2 separate regions of the Cyprinus carpio genome follow, and region 1 is linked to region 2. A link is a contact called in public Hi-C data. All regions are on one chromosome and are shown on one strand. Each heading gives the region's core, a stretch centred on a gene start, on an enhancer-like site or on the middle of the called end of the contact. The rest is flanking DNA. Distances are from core to core; before and after follow the strand shown. Region 1 holds the start of LOC109050527 (peroxisome proliferator-activated receptor alpha). Region 2 overlaps LOC122135525 (a long non-coding RNA gene).

Region 1 (3,962 bases), core at 1,412-3,911, 35 kb before region 2:
CTATATATTCATTTTTTATTTCATTTTTAGTTTTAGCTATTTCAGTAATTCAAATTAAAGTGAATGAAAATGAGAAATGTTGCCTTGGCAACCAAAAATCCATAAGAAAAAAAAAAATAAAAAATTAAAAACATTCTTATATTTCATTTTAAAATGTAATTTATTTACAGTAATGAAACAGTTTTTTATGGTTTTAGTTTTAGTTAAAGACTAAAATGTACTCCAATAATCTTTGTTTTATTTACAGTTTTGAATTTTTTTTTTTTTTACAGTGTATTAAAAAATAATCATATTTGAAATAGGCTACACAGTATTTATGCAAAAGTATAATTACTATTGATTTTATGTTTGTTTGTTTGGTTTTTTGGAGTGATATATGGCTTTTTTGTCATTAACCTACAATTAAACACAAATTTACCTAAAAATTTAAACACAGCCTGGTTGACAAAACTGTCTTGTTTTCATTTGTTCTCTAGTAATATTAATAATTAATTCATTCCTAATATTAATAATGTCATATGAAAGTTTATAGTACTCCATAGTAGTCAACACATACTGTTGTATTAACATGGTAAAAATCCACAATTCCAGAAACTGATTAAGACTCAAACAGTCATAACAAAACATAAAGCGAGTACTGAGTCGCTAATACACACAGTAACTACACCTGTGATATTACGTAACTCTCTTTCACCACAGGAGCAAAACTCTCCAGACCGCTTTAATGTCAACAAAACCATCTAAAGTGCTCAGAAAAGCCTGTTAGTGTTGGAAAACTGCTGTGTGACTTGAGACAGAGAGAAAGCAAGCTCTGGTCAGTCACAGCACACTGATTCTCCAGCACATGCTGCTCGGTAAATCTATAACCACATGATCTGAAACTATCACAACCAGAAAACCATCAGCCGTGAATGACACTGGGACAAAAATCATGCATGTCCACCTGCTCAGAAATATAATATTCTATGACAAGGACTAAAGACATGGGAAAAATAATTTAATAAATATAGTATACACAGAAAAATAAATAAATATAATATTAATAAATATAATGTAATTTATAATATAATAAACATATAATAATAAATATAACAAATCTATTATATAATATTAATAATATACAATGTGGTATATAATATTAATAAATATATATGAATAAATGTAATGCGATATTTAATATAATAAAATATATAACAATAAATAAATCTAAAAATCTAATAGCATCTAATAGATTTAAAAAGATAATATTCTATGAAAAGAACTAAACAAACAATAAAAGAAAAAATATATAATATTAATAAAATATATACTATAATATATTATATTTGATTAATTTTATGTATTTTTCTTTTATTATTATAAATTTGTTTTAATAAAAAACATATAAAAAACATATATATAATATTAAAACTAATAATAATAATTAACGCAAATTTACAGTAACAGTGTTACATTTAAGTAAAGAAATTGAAAAACTTATTATTATTGTTACTGATATATTAACAAAATATTAACAATAAATATTAGAAAATGCATCTAAATGATTCGATTAAAACACAAATACGGAGTAATAGAGCAAACTATAATAGAAAATAAACAGTAGACAGAGTAGAATAAAAAAGCAGAAAAGAACAACACGACTGACTAGAATAGAACAGAACAGAGTAGAAAAGACTAGACTACAATAGAACAGAATAGAATAAAACAGACTAGAATAGAACAGAACAACAGAGTAGAAAAGACTAGAATAGAACAGAACAGAACAAAATAGACTAGAACAGAATAGAACAGAATAAAATAGACTACAATAGAACAGAACAGAACAAAATAGACTAGAATAGAACAGAACAGAATAAAATAGACTAGAACAGAATAGAACAGAATAAAATAGACTACAATAGAACAGAACAGAATAAAATAGACTAGAATAGAACAGAATAAAATAGACTAGAATAGAACATAACAACAGAGTAGAAAAGACTAGACTACAATAGAACAGAACCAAATAAAATAGACTAGAATAGAACAGAACATAATAAAATAGACTAGAATAGAACAGAACCGAATAAAATAGACTAGAATAGAACAGAACATAATAAAATAGAATAGTTTAGAACAGAACATAATAAAATAGACTAGAATAGAACAGAACATAATAAAATAGACTACAATAGAACAGAATAAAATAGACTAGAATAGAAAAGAACAACAGAGTAGAAAAGACTAGACTACAATAGAACAGAACAGAAGAAAATAGACTAGAACAGAATAAAACAGAATAAAATAGACTAGAACAGAACAGAACAGAAGAGACATGGGCTAGACTAAACTAGACTAGACTAGACTAGACTAGACTAGAATAGAATAGAATAGAATAGAATAGAATAGAATCGAGCAGTAAGAAGGAGTGCAGGATCTTCACTTCACACAACAACACAGACACCGAGTCACCTTTAACTGCGGCAGCCAGCGCTCGTCAAACATCGCGTCTCGGGGCGTCAGTGAGCCGAAGGCGGTGCTGTCAGCGCGATCATTGCAGCGGAACAGCATTTATATCATTTCTATAAAAAAATAATCTCCGCTGACGCGCGTCGCAACTCTGCCGCTGTCAAACTACAGCCGCTGCACTCGAGCGCCGCCCGGAAACGACGTCATGACGCACAGGCGATCACGCGGACGCACGAACACACCCCCCGACACACCTCAGCGCTCGGCCAATCAGAGCGCAGGACGCCCCAGCTTGTGAAGAGAGGAGATTGTCAGGGGACATACAAAAATACACAGCACACACACTACACACACAACACCCTATATCAAAAACACACACAAAAAACACACACAGAAAAAAAAAACAACAAAAAAAACAACAAAAAAAAACAATGATGATTGTAATGCAATGCAAATATTAAAAAGCCTATAGAAAATGCAATATAAAAAACACAATTCCGAACATTTTTCATTTTTTATGTATGTATTATATGGAAATTACATAAATCTTGAACTAGGCTATATTTAAAGGGAGATGTTCAAATAAAATTTTGTTGTCAAATTCACTATTCTTTTATATGTTCAATGCAATTATATCAGAAGTAGCTAATTAAAATAACAGAAAAAAATAAGAGTAATCCCTTACTTTACTTTTTCAAGGGAAAAGAAGGCCTAATTAATTACAGTAATTAATCACTTAAGAATGCATTACATCCAACACTTCATGTGTACGTGTGTGTGTTGCGAATTACAAAAAAAAATCACATTATTAAACAAAACAACACAAAAATTAACTGTACTAAAAATAAGATACATTATGCAAAAATATATATATATATTTTAATTATTTTATCATTACATTTTTTCCAAACTAACACAAACACAACCACATTCACAGTTTAGCAATTTTTCTCATGTTCTATTTCTAATTATTAACAATGTCATGAAATTGTTGCACTGCTTTAACTTCAGAGAAGTGAAAATGTCCATGCCATTTTGATGCATTTCAGTGCAGCTTTTGCATTCTTACAGCAGTCCAGAGAGTCTGCATATTAAGACAGACAGAACATGGCATGCCTTGAGCTATAAAAGATATAAAGAATAAAACAGGCACCAGACCTAATCACACCAAACCAAATCACACCAAGACACACCAGCAGACCTGCGCACAAACAGACAACACAAAAACATTTACAATGTGTTCGGTGAGTATTTTACACAGTCTGTATGTATCATGAAATACTATAATGTTACACCGACTTGGGATATATAATCCTGTATATGTATGTATCATGGGGAAATAATACTAAGCACCTGTTGACACAAACCGACTTGGGATCTATAATGCCTTATATATGTAATATCATTCTATATATTTTTTTTAAACTTATCCTATAATATACATAATATATTTTTATTATAAATAATGTAATTATGTTAAACATTATCAAAATAAAAAATAAATCATACAAAAA
Region 2 (3,849 bases), core at 1,029-3,528:
AACCACAGGTATAGAGAATTACATTAATTATCACTAATCACAAACACACACACAATAATGACTGTCTTCATTTTCAACAAATATTTTTTTAAATATTTATTTTAAATATTTTTGTATCTTGTATTGTTATCTTGTTTTCCAGTACAAATATCTAAATATTCTTAAATCGAGATTTGCATTTACTTTAGATGCACAATTACTAAATATATTAGGTTTTGTGTTCTAAAAAATAAAAATAATTAAGTGATTTTATGCTTAAAAGAAGTGAAAGAAAATCTGTGAATAGGGCAGGAAAATTTAAACTTAATTCAAAGGAGAAATACGTTTATATTTTTCTTACACCTAATGGCAGATACTTGTGTGTCTTGTTTTCAGTAAAAATAAACTTAGTTTTGATTCATTTTTCTTATTTAGCATCTCCAAGTAAATGTTTCTTGGTTTAAGAATGTTTAGATATTTGTACTAGAAAACAAGACAAAAATACTGAGGAAGAATTATTATTTTTCACTGTGGTTTAGCATTTCACACCAGACAAACTTTTTTTAATCAGATGACTTGCTTTAAAAGTGTACCTGTGCATCTTTCTAATGAATGACTTGTAATAAGCACATATTTAATACAATGATATTTTTATTTGCCTCCAAATGCATTTTGGGGACACAAAAATGTGAAACTGCAAAATTCATGAGTATTGTTTCAGCATTTCAGAAACTTATGTCCGTCAAAAGATTAGCTTGACAAATATGTTTGTGCATTTTACTGTACAATAAATGTAACTTGCTTTGATATTTTATGTAATGCAATGAGTTCCAGACCTTTTATGTGTGTATTAAGTGTCTAAAAAGGCATAGAATAATAATAATAAAAAAAAAATAAAAAAAACAAGTGAGAAAGAGAGAAAGATCAGCTCCTGGCACATGCTTTTTAAAAAAAAAAAAAAAATTGGGATTGACCTGTAAACTCTAGCGGCTGCACTGAATGCAAATCACCCAAACTCACTCACACAAACCCTAAACACTATTGAAATAAGACGGCACAGAAATCACAGACAAAACTGTTCCAGAGTGACACAAACACAGCGATAAGACTGTACAATCTGCTCAACAATCCTCAAAAAAACATCCTTGCTTTTTATTTTTAGACAATGCATACTTTGTACCATCACATCAGTTCCTTAAAGGAATAGCTCACCCCAAAATTTTAATTGCTCAAAATGTACTCACTCTTAGATCATCCAAGACGCAGATGAGTTTCCTGCATGCATATAAAAATAAATCATCTTTTCCTTATTGTGCAGAAATAAACACATTTTCAAAGCACATTTTATTTATTTCCATAATGTGATGTATTTACTTTATTCAGCAAGCTGTGGGATGATTGATTTAATCCTTAAAGGAACAGTTCACCCAAAAAATGCAAATCTCCTGAACATTTACTCACTCGTAGATAATCCAAGATGTAGATGAGTTTGTTTCTTCATCAGATTTGGAGAAATGTAGCATTGCATCACTTGCTCAGCAGTGCATGTGAATGGGTGCCGTCAGAATGAGAGTCTTCTCCAGATGTTAACTGATGGACTGGAGTGCTGTTGATTACCTGTGGATTACTTTATCAGCTGTTTGGACTCTCATTCTGACGGCACCCATTCACATCCATTGGTGAGCAAGTGATGCAATACTAAATTTCTCCAAAACTGATGAAGAAACAAACTCATCTGCATCTCAAATGGCCTGAGGATGAGTAAATGTTCAGGAGATTTGCATTTTTGGGTGAACTGTTCCTTTAAGGATTAAATCAAGCATCCCACAGCTTGCTGAATACAGTAAATACATCACATTATGGAAATAAAATGTGCTTTGAAAATGTGTTTATTCTTGCACAATAAGGAAAAGATGATTTATTTTTATATGCATGCAGGCTGATAAAGTTTAAATATAGTTATATAGACATCACCTCGGATTAAACACGTAGATTTGAGCTTTTATTAAACACTTTCAGCTGAACGGACTAAAAACAGACCTGAAGTGCGTCTCATTGTCCGCTGGAGTTAGTTGACAGTCGTCCAGCGTAACCAAGTATTTCAGGTCCCTTCGCAGGCAGTTTGTCAAACAGCCAAAAGTCCCAGAATGCCTGGCGAAAGCCCAGCTGTGTCCAGCTCTGAGAGTTAACTGTTGCGACACAAGAAGGACCGCCGTCTCCTTTCCTCCTTCGCCTTCTGTTTGTCTTTCGACGCATTTGTTTTGCTCTAATGCCAAACACAGTAAACTAAACATACAGATTGCCGATATTTCAGTCGTTTAATCACTTACAAACGTGTCGGAGTGCTGTGATATCATCACTGAAACATTTCTAAGTGGCTTCTTAAAGGAACAGTTCACACAAAAATGTAATTTATTCACCCTCATGTCCGTCACAAACCTGTACGGCGTTATTACACAGCTTTTAACAGTTTATAGTGACCACAGCTTCCATAAGCATTAAAAAAAACTGAAAGAAACTACTATTAAAGTGTCCAAAATATTCATATGACAGCTTTATTTGAGGATGAGACTCAGATTGAAGTGGTTATTCACTGATTCGCTGATCTGTGGGAATAAATCACAGCATACGAGGAGAGCAAGTTATTTTTGGTGTGAAACATTTGGACCTGTTCTTTATATTTCTCTGGTCATGTCCAGTTCACTGCTTAATTGTATATTTTCTATTTAGTGTAATTTTTAGTAATTTTAATATTTATTAGATTTTCTTGTTTTTAAATATGTGACCCTGGAGCACAAAACCAGTCTTAAGTGTAAATTTTTTGAAATTGAGATTTATGCATCATCATCAGCTGAATGAATAATCTCTCCATTGATGTGTGGTTTGTTAGGAGGACAATATTTGTCTGAGATACAACTATTTGAAAATCATCAAAAATAAAGTTCAAAAAAAAAAAAAATCTAAATATTGAGAAAATCATCTTTAAAGTTGTTCAAATGAAGTTCTTAGCAATGCATATTACTAATCAAAAATGAAGTTTTGATATATTTACAGTAGGAGATTTACTAAATATCTTCATGGAACATGATCTTTATTTAATATACTAATGATTTTTGGCATAAAAGAAAAATCTATAATTTTGACCCATTCAATGTATTTTTGGCTAATGCTGCAAATATACCCCAGCGACTTAAGTTTTGTTGTCCAGTGTCACATATTACTATTTAGGTTTAATTTATTTTTATTTCACTTTAAGTTTTTGTTATTTCCAGTTAATAATTTTAGTGCTTACTTCAGTTATCAGTTAGTTGCCAAGGCAACATTACTATTTTTTAGTTTAAGTTTTTCATCTAATATTTATATTTAATTTATTTAATTTACATTTATATATTTTTTTCAGATTTATTTTAATAAATACAACTTTTTTATAGTTTCAGATAACAGTAATAATTACAGAATATTCACATATATTTAAAATGATTATAAATTATAAAAATTAAATATTTTTTTGTCATGTGCTTTTTATTTTGTTATTAATTTTCATAAGTACAGTTGCTTTAGACTACTTTCACAGTCCTAGTAAGGGTTTATAAAAATGTTTTAATTGCATCTCTGATTTTAATTAAAAATTGTTAACATTGTCACTCAAAAATGTTTGAATATATATATAATACTTATAAATGAAAATGATTGCATTTCATTCTTGAAAAACAAACCATCAAAAATATTATTAATTAAACAGATCATAATTTAAATAGATCTGTACTGCTTTACTTCTACTTGGCAACAATGGCTGATAGGTTGCTAGTTGCTTTAACTGAACAATAAATAAATAAATAAATAAATGTTGATAAGTTAAAAAAAATTAAG

Evidence for each region. Hi-C and Micro-C count contacts between places; a contact is called where the count stands out from the background.
Region 1: a contact with region 2 is called in a Hi-C map of red blood cells, with 6 times the contacts expected there. The contact joins the promoter of LOC109050527 here to the enhancer-like site in region 2. A contact is called at or near these places in 2 of 8 Hi-C or Micro-C datasets (red blood cells and skeletal muscle).

What each region holds. Positions count from the first base shown.
Region 1 is chrA25:1,779,164-1,783,125 of ASM1834038v1, reverse strand. LOC109050527 (peroxisome proliferator-activated receptor alpha) reads right to left here and starts at 2,661. Exons shown (of 8, transcript XM_042714987.1): 1 at 2,452-2,661.
Region 2 is chrA25:1,743,445-1,747,293 of ASM1834038v1, reverse strand. The region is part of intron 1 of LOC122135525 (a long non-coding RNA gene); the gene reads right to left. Among protein-coding and RNA genes, the nearest start is that of LOC122135525, 14 kb to the right of the region's middle. Within about 2 kb of position 2,278, at least 1 of the 8 cell types and tissues checked has an H3K27ac peak or open chromatin away from gene starts, as enhancers often do. A contact at or near this core is called in skeletal muscle, where this site is marked.